Regions from separate parts of the Mus musculus genome. Here region 1 is linked to region 2. The links are chromatin contacts, called in public promoter capture Hi-C maps. All regions are on one chromosome and are shown on one strand. The core of a region is the stretch at or near the end of the contact, and the rest is flanking DNA. Distances in the headings are between cores, read along the strand shown.

What was found. Promoter capture Hi-C pulls out the DNA fragments that hold promoters and counts their contacts.
Region 1: a promoter capture Hi-C map of the HPC-7 cell line shows a contact between it and region 2, with 4 times the contacts expected there. The contact joins the enhancer-like site here to the promoter of Fbxw2 in region 2. A contact is called at or near these places in 14 of 39 promoter capture datasets (the C10 cell line, the HPC-7 cell line, cranial neural crest and 8 more), 5 of 484 Hi-C or Micro-C datasets (B cells, Th2 cells, bone marrow-derived macrophages and 2 more), 14 of 115 datasets of contacts at active chromatin or transcription factors (the 230-238 cell line, the SCID.adh cell line, bone marrow-derived macrophages and 9 more) and 4 of 9 other capture datasets (adipose tissue, embryonic stem cells, liver and 1 more).

What each region holds. Positions count from the first base shown.
Region 1 is chr2:35,135,645-35,142,144 of GRCm38.p6, forward strand. It overlaps Cntrl (centriolin), which reads left to right. Exons shown (of 44, transcript NM_001379274.1): 13 at 1-44; 14 at 1,988-2,164; 15 at 4,843-4,977. Among named protein-coding and RNA genes, the nearest start is that of Cntrl, 29 kb to the left of the region's middle. Within about 2 kb of position 3,142, at least 1 of the 459 cell types and tissues checked has an H3K27ac peak or open chromatin away from gene starts, as enhancers often do. A contact at or near this core is called in the HPC-7 cell line, where this site is marked.
Region 2 is chr2:34,823,677-34,829,298 of GRCm38.p6, forward strand. Fbxw2 (F-box and WD-40 domain protein 2) reads right to left here and starts at 2,559. Exons shown (of 8, transcript NM_013890.4): 1 at 2,496-2,559; 2 at 2,286-2,394. It also overlaps a transcript of Gm34653 not described here.

The sequences.
Region 1 (6,500 bases), core at 1,892-4,391, 310 kb after region 2:
AGGAACTTGAACTCATTGCCATGGATGCAGAAAATATGAGGAAGGTAAGACTTGCTTTTCTGCTTTTTGAGCTTCGGAAGTAAATGACGTATGTCAAATTCACTTAGAAACGGGTCATCAAATAACTGAAGAATATGAACGTGTGTCTACCCAAAATGCTGTATCAAATGTTTATGTTGGGTTCATGGAGCAAAATTATAGGAATACCATGGTTCATCTTACTGTTATTACTTGATAACTGACATTATTTACAGCTAATAGAACATGAGTTACGTTACACCTTTCATCTTCTGCTCATCCTCATTGCTTTGAGGATTTCCCTATGTTGTTTTAACGACCTGTTTTAGATAAAATCTTACTATGTAGCTCAGGCTGGCCTTGAACTGGTGACTCTCCTGCTTCTGCTGCCTGAGTTCACCACACCAGCAGGAAATGTTACAGTTTGTCAGATTTCATGTTTGTTAATCTGCTGAATTTTAAAAGGTGTCTTCTCTCCCAACTTTATATTATGAAAAACTCACATTTGCAGGAATATTGAAAGAGTGGCGAAGTTCCTCAGCCTCCTTAGATTAATAAATACTTTAGTCTGGCCCTTATAAACATATCCCTTTTGTTTGTGCTCAGAAAGTCTCAGACATCACCCTTCCATCCGTCTGCTCTTAGTTTCCAGTGTCACTGCAATGAATGCATTATTACACCTAGGAAAACTCAGGCTCCTTCCCAAGGCTCATCTAACCATTACAACACCTTCTGATTGTTTCTCTGTGCTGTTGTACTTTGTTTCTCCATGCTCCCTATAAAGCAGTATCTCTTTTAAACTTTATTTTCTCCAGACATTGGAGCGGTTCCACACCTTTCATTTGTTCTTTATGGTTCTGATTTCCTCAGCCTAGTGGATTCCTATTCATAGAATTCTTTGACCATTTTTTTTTTTTACTGGACCATCTTTCTTTTGTTAATGATTTGCAAGACCTTTATATTTTGGATGTTAATCTTTTATTGAATACATACAATACTTTATTTCATGAAGCAGTGCCAAGTGGTCCTTGAAAAACTAAATAGAAGTTACCCAGGATCTTTGTGTTTATCCAGAGTAGTTTGAGCTAATTCTTTCATACCTAAATAAATAGGTAGAAATTATATATGCACACCTGAAGGTTTGTCAGTATGAGAATTTAGCTATGAAAGTGTTTGTCTTTCTTAGTGCTAACTGGATAGTTGTAAGCCCTCAGTCCAGTGTGCTATTTTTTGTTTTTGTTTTTGTTTTTTTTGTTTTTTAGACAGGGTTTCTCTGTATAGCCCTGGCTGTCCTGGAACTCACTTTGTAGACCAGGCTGGCCTCCAACTCAGAAATCCACCTGCCTCTGCCTCCTGAGTGCTGGGATTAAAGGTGTGCGCCACCATGCCCTGCTCCAGTGTACCATCTTTAGAATGCCAGTGCTTTCATGTTCTTTTGTTAAGGGACACACTATGGTTTAATCAGAAAAATGTGGGCTTTGCAATCAGAGATCTGGGTCCATAACTCACCTCCTTTTTCTAGCCGCACAGTGCTGTGATCCCTGAGACACTTCTCCAGTTGCTTAGTATAAACTGTAATGTCCAGGGCTGTTATCCGATGAACCAGTGAATGTAAAAACACCAAGTCCAGGGAAGGACAGGCCTTACTTACACTTATTATTCTCCTTTTTTATAAATGTTTTCCCACTCCTGTCTTCCTCATATACTTTCAGACTAGAGTGTCACAGAGATAATTACTTTGGAAAGCAACCTGTTGGTAACTTGGTGAATTTTCGGGTGACATTTAGTAGAAGAGTTTGTATTTCAACTTGGATATGCCAGCATGACCCTGCGTCCTGTTGTTTATAAAGTCTGTCTGTGCTGGGCAGTAGCAGTTGGCCAGCATTTGGTGCTCAGGTTAGTTACAGTGGCTTGCAGATGCTTATGCAGCACTCAGGACGCTGCATTTAAACATGCTGAATCTTTGCAGGAGCTTGCAGAGCTAGAAAGTGCCCTCCAGGAACAGCATGAGGTGAATGCATCCCTACAGCAAGCCCAGGGAGATCTCAGCGCCTATGAAACTGAGCTAGAGACTCAGTTAAAACTAAAAGACGCTGAAACCAGCCAGCTCAAGCAAGAGTTGGAAAAACTCCTAAGGCGTACTCAGGTAAGTAGGAACATATGCCAAATACAAACCAAGCAGCCTGTGCTGTCTGTCCCTCTTTTGAGATAGCATCTCACTATATAATGTAGCCCAGGCTGGCCTAGAATTTATGGAAATCACCCTGCCTCAGCTTTGTAGTGCTGGGGTTATAAACATGGGCCACCACACCTGGCATTGTCTTAATACAGATATTTTTAATATAATGGCTATGGATTAATGGAACATATAAAGGAGCATATTTTGGGAGTCTGATGTTCTGAAATCAAACAATAGCCCTGTTAAAATGTGGCCAGATTGTTTCATGCCCCCCCCCCCAACCCCTGTTTTAGACAGCAGATGCTGGGGACGGTGGGCATGAATGCCTTGGTAAGTTAGGGTTTGATAGGCCTAGGGTTCCTTTCTCAGAATAGCTTTAAGAACTTCTATTTAAATTGACTTTAGATTTTAGTTTGCTGTTTCCTTTTATGATTGATTGAAAGATCACTCGTTTGTTATACTGGTAACCACCTTTAGAAAGGACGCCTCATTAGGGCATGGGGGTGAGTGGGAGTGAAAGGGATAGAAAGGGAAGGTGGGTGACCTTGACAAAGGGTTCGAGAGGGCAGTGTACTGCAAGATCTTCAGATGTCAGGGCAAAGAAAGTGCAGAAAGAAGATAAAAGTTAAGTAGCAGGGTGAAAGTGGGCACCGTAGCCTGTCCTTCATCAGAGTGAGATGGTCAGCAGTTAGGAGCACCTGACCTCTCTCCTAAGGCCCCAGGCTGGATCCCAGCACCCACATAGTGGCTCACAACCATCAAAACCCCAGTTCCAGAGAATTCCATGTCCTCTTCTGGCCTCTGCAGACACAGACATCCTTGCCAGCAAACACAGACACACAAAGTACAAAGTGATAAATGTAAAGGCACATGCTCTAGAGTGTGTGTGTGACTAGAAGAGGAAGCAAGAGTAGGCCTGTGCTGTAGTGATTAATGTTCTGTTCTTGTCTTACCAGAGATCGGTGTCTTGCCAAGTGTCAGTATTGTGTTTTCCAAGAGCACTACAGTTTATAAAACCCTTGGCAGGATCAGAGTAGCAAAAAGCAGCTGGTTAGGGGAAAGAAATTATTATTATTTTTTAATAGCAGCAAATAAAATTTCTAAATGCCATCTCTTTAGAATGAACTCCTTTTTGTTTTTGGTTTGCCCAAGCTACTTTGAATGATGGTCTTTTGTACTTGGTGACAGGCTTTTTCTCTCCCCCAGTGATGCAGATATAGGTCAGATTAGACCTTACTAAAAGTAGATAAAGGCAGGTTTATTAGAGGCAGCTCTCGGGTGGGCTCTCTGATCTCACAGGTAGAGGTCAGTGAAGTCATTCATCCAGGTTAAAGCAAGAGGGTTTTATAGAACCAGCTAGGAGCTGGATTGTGTCCATACGTGGTCAAACACTGAGTCCCTGGGCAGGCACTCTTGAGTGGGTTGCCAGAAACAGAGAAGACAAGAAGTAATATGGCATGTTAGTTATTAGCCCGGAGCTTTCTCTGTGTGGGTGGGGTTAGGGAAGGAAGGGCAGATGGTATTTCCCAGCTTGTGCAAGGAGGGTGGTGAACAGGGGTTCCAGCCTAACACTTGAATTTTAGGTAAGTCTTGGCAAAAATATTTTAAGAACCTTGATGTTTAGTTATTGAAAGCCGTACTCTAACCCTTAACTACCAGAACTGGGCTTCAAACCACATAGAAAGTATAGAGTATAAAGAATCTAAGTTTCTTGGATTGTTACACTTTAGTTATATGAAACCCTTTGCAAAGCTTGTTGGATGCAGATTCCATAGATATTCTGACCTGTCAGATCTGAGACAGAAACTGGTCATCTGCTGTTGTGCTTTATTTTGTTGTTTTTTTTCCTTCTCCCCTCTCCTGCTTTCCTTCTTCCTTTTCCTCTTTTTCCTTCCTTCCTTCCTTCCTTCCTTCCTTCCTTCCTTCCTCCCTCCCTCCCTCCCTCCCTCCCTCCCTCCCTCCCTCCCTCCCTCCCTCCCTTCCTCTATATCTTTCACGTTCTTCCTCTCTGAGATCAGGTCTCATTTTTGTAGCCCAGGCCAACCTCTCCCTCCTCCTGCCTCAGCCTCCCAAGAGCTGGGAATACAGAAATGTACCACTGTGCCAAGCTTCATCTGCATGTTCCAAAAATATGTGTATGAGTGTTGCCTGTAGGTATGTCTGTGTACCACACGCATATTTTTTTGTAACCTGCAGAGGCCAGCAGGTGTCTAATCCCTTGGACCTGGGGTTATAGATTGTTGTGAGCTACTATGTGGGTTCTAGAAATTGAACCCAGGACCTCTGGAAGAGCAACTAGTGTTCTTCACCTCTGAGCCATCTCTCTAGACCCCTCATTTTTAATAGATATGTGAAATTATTTTGATACAGGTATTTGAGGACCACAGTTACTGTTAAAGGTGGGTGCTGGGGACTACGCTAAAGACTCTGATGGGGTATCCAGGCTGAGCAAATTCTGATATGCATTCATTATTAAGTATTAATAGTCAGAAGGGCATGTAGAAAATGATCTTGTGTGTGTACGTTTCAGTGTATAAATTTAGAACTATAGCAATGCATGATGCATGTATAAATGTATATTTGCTGTTTTGGAATGTGAACTTTGACTGTTTTGCACTTTGATACTTTGCTTCCTCTGATGATAGTTAGAGCAATCGGTGCTTCAAACAGAACTGGAGAAGGAGAGAGAATCCCTCAGGGATGCCCTGGGCAAAGCCCAGTCCTCAGAAGAGAAACAACAGGAGAACAACGAGCTCCGTACACAGCTGAAGCAGCTGCAGGTAAAGATCTGTGCTCGTGGGACACCCAAAGATGGTGATGGCTTTACTCTGGCACTTAGCAGCTTGGGTTACTAGGTGAAAATCAACTCTGGGTGCAATTTCTTTGGAACATTTGCTCCTGAGTACTGGGATTTAGGGCGTATACCTCCATACCTGACCTTTTCTTTTTCTTTCTTTTTAAAAAGATTTCTTAATTATAGTCAGTTCTCACAGTCTTCTCAGTAAAGATGCTATTAAAACTGTAATCAGTTTTTCATCTTTGTGTGGGATTATATAGATCCCTATGTGTCTTAGTGGATTATTAATTTTTATTTTTACTATGAAAATTTAAAATGACCATAAAACCGGAATAATCCCTTTGGTCCATTTCCTGATTTATTCAGTTGTTAACATTGTCTCATTTTAGTTTACCTTTTTCTTTGAAATATTTTAAAGAAAAATTCAAATTGGGAGTAGTGGCTCCTGCCTTTAATCCAGAATTCTCTAGGCAGAGGCAGGTGGATTTCTGTGAGTTCAAGGCTAGCCTGGTCTACATAGTGAGTTCCAGGACAGTAGAGCTACATAGTGAGATCTTGTCTCAAAAAAAAGTCCAATATATTTTCACCTAAAAATACTTACTGTGCAACTTTTACTGAAAAGAACTAAAATCAAGTCTTCAGGGGTGCCTTCATCTAAGGTATAAGCTGAAGTTAACTTTCCAAACCTGGTCCTTTCCATGGTCTGCCTTAGTTAGAACTAGATCCTACTTGGCCTTCTGGCCTCCTGATGTAGAGTATAACTTATTTGCACTCTTATCTTTCTTAAAAGTCAGTTTGTTAAAGTGAACTCATGATAACATAAGAAAGAGATAGTTCCTATTGTGTGACAAACTTATCCTGGGAAGACACAACACATGTCTACTCACTCTAAATAGGAATGAGTATACAGACCAAAGGATGAATACCACCAAAGTCCAACTTGGTGGTCCAGTGCATTGTATATTGGGGTTACTTTCAGGAATATGGGTGAGGGATTGCTTAATAGGAACAGAAATGACTCAAAGACAGCTATATTACCAAAGCCTACCCCAGCACAGGCCATGCTATACAGCCTGCAGACAGCTCTTTCCAGGTGACTCAGGTGGCCTAAACCCCTTCCAGGCAGCTGTTCTGGTCAAAAGAGACATCTTTGCAGCTTAGCTCTGCTATCCCACAGAGAGGGGCATAGTGAATCTGGTCAGTTTCGGGGACTTCCCAAAACTATTTCGAGTTCTTTACCTTCCTACATAAGGAACTTGCCTGAAGGATGGAGTGTTTCCATCTAGGGAAACTATTAATACAAAACTTGCTAAGAACCAAAGTCCTTTGCTCAGTCTTTTGGTTGCTCTCTCATTTCTCTTTGCTAATTATCTGTGTATATTTGGCACAGCTTGAATCACAACCCTGAATTGATACGTTGTTTCAAGTCCAACTCTTGTACAGACTTTACATGTACTGTATCTTGCTTCAAATTATGAAGATAGTAGATCCTATTTTTCTAGCTAA
Region 2 (5,622 bases), core at 1,309-3,808:
CAAATCTCTGGAGCTGTGACCTCTGTATCAGTTATGCTACTAGGTGCAACCTGACCTGCCACCCAGATCACAAAATTTGGTTCTACAATAAATGTTGAAGCAAAAAGATGTGAGGAAAGAAAAAACAAATGTGTGCTAAGCTGTGTGCCTTGGGTATTCTGGTATTCCATTCCTTTACAGTACTGTCTGTTAGAACATGGATTGCTAAAGGCTACAGTTTGCTTTTATAAGCCTCACATAAGCTAGTGACAGCTCTTAACTGTGTTCCCTACAGAGCCATGAGGGTCCTTGTAGCCTGTAAGATAAAGCAAATTAACAATCTCCATGATGCTGGCACAGTGAAACATACAATCTTAGCTTCTTAGAGGCTGCCCTTACAAGATAACTAAGTTAGAGATCAACCTGGGAAATATGTGATCATGGAATGCTCAACTAAAGTCTAAGCTTCCATTTGTAAAACAGAAGCTATTCTAACTTAGCAGTGTGCGAATCAGAAAAGCTGCAGTGATACGGCACATCTAAGCCGCTAACTGCTTCCTTAGCTCTTTTCTTTCTGCACACCCCCCTTGCTATCTTGTGCCTCTCACCCTTCTCAATGTAAACACTTAACTTGTTCTGCAGTCCTCAACAGAAACAATCACAAAGCTCTGAGGAAATGTGTAGTATGATAAACATTCCTAAATTGGGAGATGAGAGCATGAATTTGGTTTCTGCTTCTAAGCAATTATATTTATGTTGGTCCTAATAACTGAAGCAGCGCCTAAAAATATCACGCTTGATTCTAACATGGTTCATAGAAGAAGTCAATACTACTGCCCTTACCAACAAAGAGGCTAGGGCCCAAGAGGCAGGGTGGCTCAACCAGAGTTACACAGGAGCAGCAGCTCAGTAGTACCCAATCTCCACCTGCATCTTCTACAGGCAAGGCATTATGGGTGTAAACTCAATGTTTTCCCTCCTTCTAGTCTGCATAACCTATGCAGGTAAGGAATCAAGGCTTCAGGCCTGTGAGATGAAGTGCTTACTGAAAAGCCTGATGACCTGGGTTGGATACCCAAAACCCACGTAAATTTGGGGGGAGAAAACTGACTCCATAAAGCTGTATGCAAAACCACGCACGCACACACTGGCATATACATGCTCCCTCCAACATCCTACATAGACACAGACATATAGACACACTAAAAATCATTTTTTTAAAGAACAAAAAATAAATACTCATTGTTGTTGGGAAGGTTGTCTCCTTGCCTCCCCTTTCACAACCAGTTAAAAGGTAGGCCAGGCGTGGTGATACATGCCTTTAATCCCAGCCCTCGGAGGCAGAAGCAGGCTCTGTGAGTTTGAGGCCAGTCTGGTCTACACAGAGGATTATGTGTACAGAAAAGTATTCTGTGAATATTGAGGAAGCTGATTAAATATTGCTTCAAGAGAGAACTGGAAAGAAAAGGGATGAAGTCCCTTTTAACAAAACATCTTTTTGTATTTAAAACCATGTGACTACACTATTGTAAAGATCTTTTCCTCCTTTTGCTTGTGATATTTAGAAAATTGTTTTTACTGTTCCTTTTTGTTTTGCTTTTTGTTTTATTTTGTTTTTTGAGACAGGCTTTTGCAGTGAAGCCCAGACTGGTCTCACAATTCACAAGACTGGAGTGCTGGGACTGCTGGAGTCCACAACCACCCTTGGCCTAAAAGCCATTAATTTAGAGACTAATCTTTTAAACCTTTGAAAGAATACAAATAATGTTTATAAAACACGGGCTCTGAAATTTCACTTGTTGGGTAACCATGGGCAAATCATTTCTTGTGTTTCAAGCCAAATTTCCTCACTTGTAAACTGTCGCCTGGTACTGTTTTACCTACAAGATTGTTAGGGTTAAACAGCGTTCTGTACAGTATCTGGCACACTATAAGCCTACAATAAATGCCAGTTACTGTTATAATGTAGTACTAATACTGTCATTTCTCCCCTTTTAAAAAGAAGCATCATCTCAAATACACACCTGTTTTCAAGGCATACACACAAGCATGGTGCCTTCCTACACATACTACTACGTTCTGCATTTTATAAACCACCTGTCCACATTTCATCATCTTTAATTAATTAAAGTGCTAGCCTTGGGGCATCAATGTTAACTCGTTTCGCGGCTAGGAAAAACCGAAGCACCAGAAGGCAGGAACTCTTAGCTCTAATTTTCCTGTCTAAAATTAACTCCGAGTCTCTCAGCCCGTTCGTGACTCCCTTGGTCCCCTGCTCCTGGAGCCGTGTTCCGCGCGGCACTGACCTGAGCGAGCGCCCCGGGGCCCGGGACCTCGCGCCGGGCTCACACCGACTAGGCGCGCTCGGGCCGCCAGAGCGTCGCAGCGGCCGGGTCCGCTCCACAGCCATGGCGCCTGCGGGGAAAGGGAGAAAACAGGCCGGGGCGGCGGGTCAGTAACGCCGCGGGCGCTGGGGATTCCTGTCCAGCCCGGCCCGGCCAATCGCAAATACAGACCTGGACCTACGGCCGCTGCTCTGGGTCCGCAGCCTCACAGGGGAGCGGCTTCCGGTGCTGCTGCGTCATCTCCGCGCGCCATTCCGGCGCCCAGCGTCGGGCGGAAGCGGCTCTACTTCCGTCTCTGCCCTCCAAGTACCTGGGAAAGAATGGCCCCGACTGTGGAAAAGGGCCGAACATGTGCTGTACCACCGTCTGCGCTTACACCTTATGATCCTGAGCAAGGTGGACCTCTAGATTTGCACAATGTTTATTTTCCTCATCTACTTTTTTTTTTTAACCAAGTTAGGGTAATATTTCACAGGAGAGAAAGGGCTAAGGCTCCAAATCCACATGTGACGATATTCAAACAGCCCATTGACACCTGGCACCTCCCAAACACGATTCTGACACAGCTGAACAAATCCCTAACTGCGCGAGGTCTATGTCTAGTCGTAGGAGGAAGACAGGACAAATAACAAAGTATACTGCAGGAAGCAAGGACAAAACATGGTAAGGGAGTTGGGTAGGGGCTGGGTTAAGCTCGAATCCCAGGACATACATGCACGCTGTCCAAACGTGGCCACTTAGCCACGGAGACAGCTGTTCTCCGAAGCGCTTGTTACATATCAGCTAACTAGCGTGAAGCCTTTAGTCCCCCCAGATAGAAGTGGTAAGCAAGAAGCTCTATAAATGCTGCTGTGTGAAAGCTTTGCCTGTCTGTTTGATGGGACAAGGTTTTTCTGTAACTCTGGCTGACCGGGACCTCGCTCTGTAGACCAAGCTGGTCTTGAACTCAAAGATCTGCCTGCCTCTCCCAATAGCTTGGGACTAATGAATGGTGTGCGCCATCATTGCCCAGTTTTTGGTTTGTTTGTTTTTGTTTTTCCTATTTAAAGCTTTTGTTTCCCTTGGGTTTTTTTTTTTTTTTTTTTTTTTTTTTTGGGTTTTCGAGACAGGGTTTCTCTGTGTAGCCCTGGCTGTCCTGGAGCTCACTTTGTAGACCAGGTTGGCCTCGAACTCAGAAATCCCCCTGCCTCTGCCTCCCGAGTGCTGGGATTAAAGGCGTGCGCCACCACGCCCGGCTAGGGTTTTTTTTAAGAGTTATTTATTTTATGCGTATGAGTACGCTGTAGTTGTGAGCCTTCATGTGGATGATGGGAATTGAATTTAGGACCTCTGCTCACTCCGGTCAACCCCGCTCCCTATGTGAGACCGGCGCTCGCTCAGTCCCAAAGATTTGTTATTATAAATAAGTACACTGTAGCTGTCTTCAGACGCACCAGAAGAGGGCGTCAGGTCTCATTACAGGCGGTTGTGAGCTACCGTGTGGTTGCTGGGATTTGAACTCAAGACCTTCAGAAGAGCAGTCAGTGCTCTCACCCACTGAGCCATCTCACCTGCCCTGTTTTCCCTTGTTTTACAGCAGCCGCCAGAGCAACAAGGCGAGAAGGGCAAATGCTAGGAGGAAAGGGAGAAGGAGTTAACAGTTCTTATACAAGCCTTGGGTGTCTGGTCTCTTAGATCTAATTAGATCTCTTAGATCTGTAGATCTAATTCCTTAGCCCTTAACGCCTGCTAGTGTTGCAACTCTTGGCCCACAATCCCTGAGAATCTTGGCTTTAAAGACTTGACAACCAAGCTAGAGATAGTGGCCCGGGTGCATACTCCCAGCACTTTAGAGGCAGAGGTAGCATAATCAAGAGCTCAAGGTCTCCTTTCCGGGTTGGGGAGGTGAGCAGGACCCACAGTCTCCCTTCTCAGTTGTTACAAACTTTTCTTCTTCAGCCCTCTCTTGCTTTCTATTTCTTCTGTCCTTCCTCCATTCCTGACCACTCTGAAGCCTCTCTGCTGCTGCTCCAGCTGTCACTTTCTAAGTTTTCCATGCTGACTGATTCTCTTGCTGCCACCATGAGTTTCCCATCTGCCATCAGTAAGCCTTTCTCTGCTGTCTGTGTAACCAGTTCACGGTACTGAGAGTTGGTGGGATCACTGGTGAGACAGGCTTTTTACTAGGCTTAATGTTGCAACAGGAGGGGGAGAGGTGTAGGACACTGTCTCCCAGCCAATCCCAGTCATCTGAGTGACTTGATTGCAACACTCTTGATTACACAGCCAGAGAAGGGACTGAATCAGTCACAATTATGAAAGTTTATGTTTGGGCCAATCTCAGCCTTTCTCCTTTGAACCAGTCATAGCAGTCAGAGAAGCTTTGAGGCTCAAGAAGTGCCCCACCTGTCATCTAATTTCACTAATAGTTTCAAGGTCATCTAATTTCAAGGTCATCTAATTTCACTAATGCTTGGGATAGCCAGGAATCTGGTACAAGCTGTGTCTTAGAACCCTGATGGGTTGTACCTTCTGGATCTGGGGCAATCATCTGCAATTGTGCATTCTTTTCAAGGCATCCTCGGAGTGTTCAAGGCGCTGGCGTAAGGGTAGTATCGACTAGCTATTTGACTAATAGTTTCTTTGCTTAAGGCATTGAGGGTGCAAGGCAGAACCCAACAGTTGTTAATTAGGGAGTCAAAATTGTCACATTCCCCCAGCTTCTTATTCATATGAAGTGAATATTAGACAGGTAGCTTTCAGTAAGGATTTAAATAACTTATCATTAGCACTAATAATGATTTTTACTAGTCTGACAGTGCTTTTCTTTAAATTAAACTTTAAGGGCTAGAGAGAAAGCTCAGCAGTTAAGGGTACTGGATACTTTTTCAAAGGACCCAAGTTAAATTCCCAGCACCCACATGGTAGCTCACAGTGTCTGTAACTCCAGTCCCAGGGGATCTGACACCCTTTTCTGGTCTGGGTACCAGGAATGCAAGTAATACATAGATATGCATGCAAGAAAAAAACACCTAGACACATAATAAAAAGTGTGTGTTTGTGTGTACATACCATGATGCATGTGTGGAGGTCAGAGGACAATTTACAAGAGTTAGTTCTTCCCCTTTTACCTCCTGAACCATCTCAGTGCTTTAAGGATGCTCAACACCTGCTCAGTGACCCAGGGAGACTGTGCCCTCCTCCTCTGTCCCAATCACACTCTCATCATACTGTCTTCAGGATTGGACACAAAGCAGCAGGACTTTCAGTATTAAGAACCAGATCTGAGAGGCACAACGGTTCACCCACCACAGGAGCC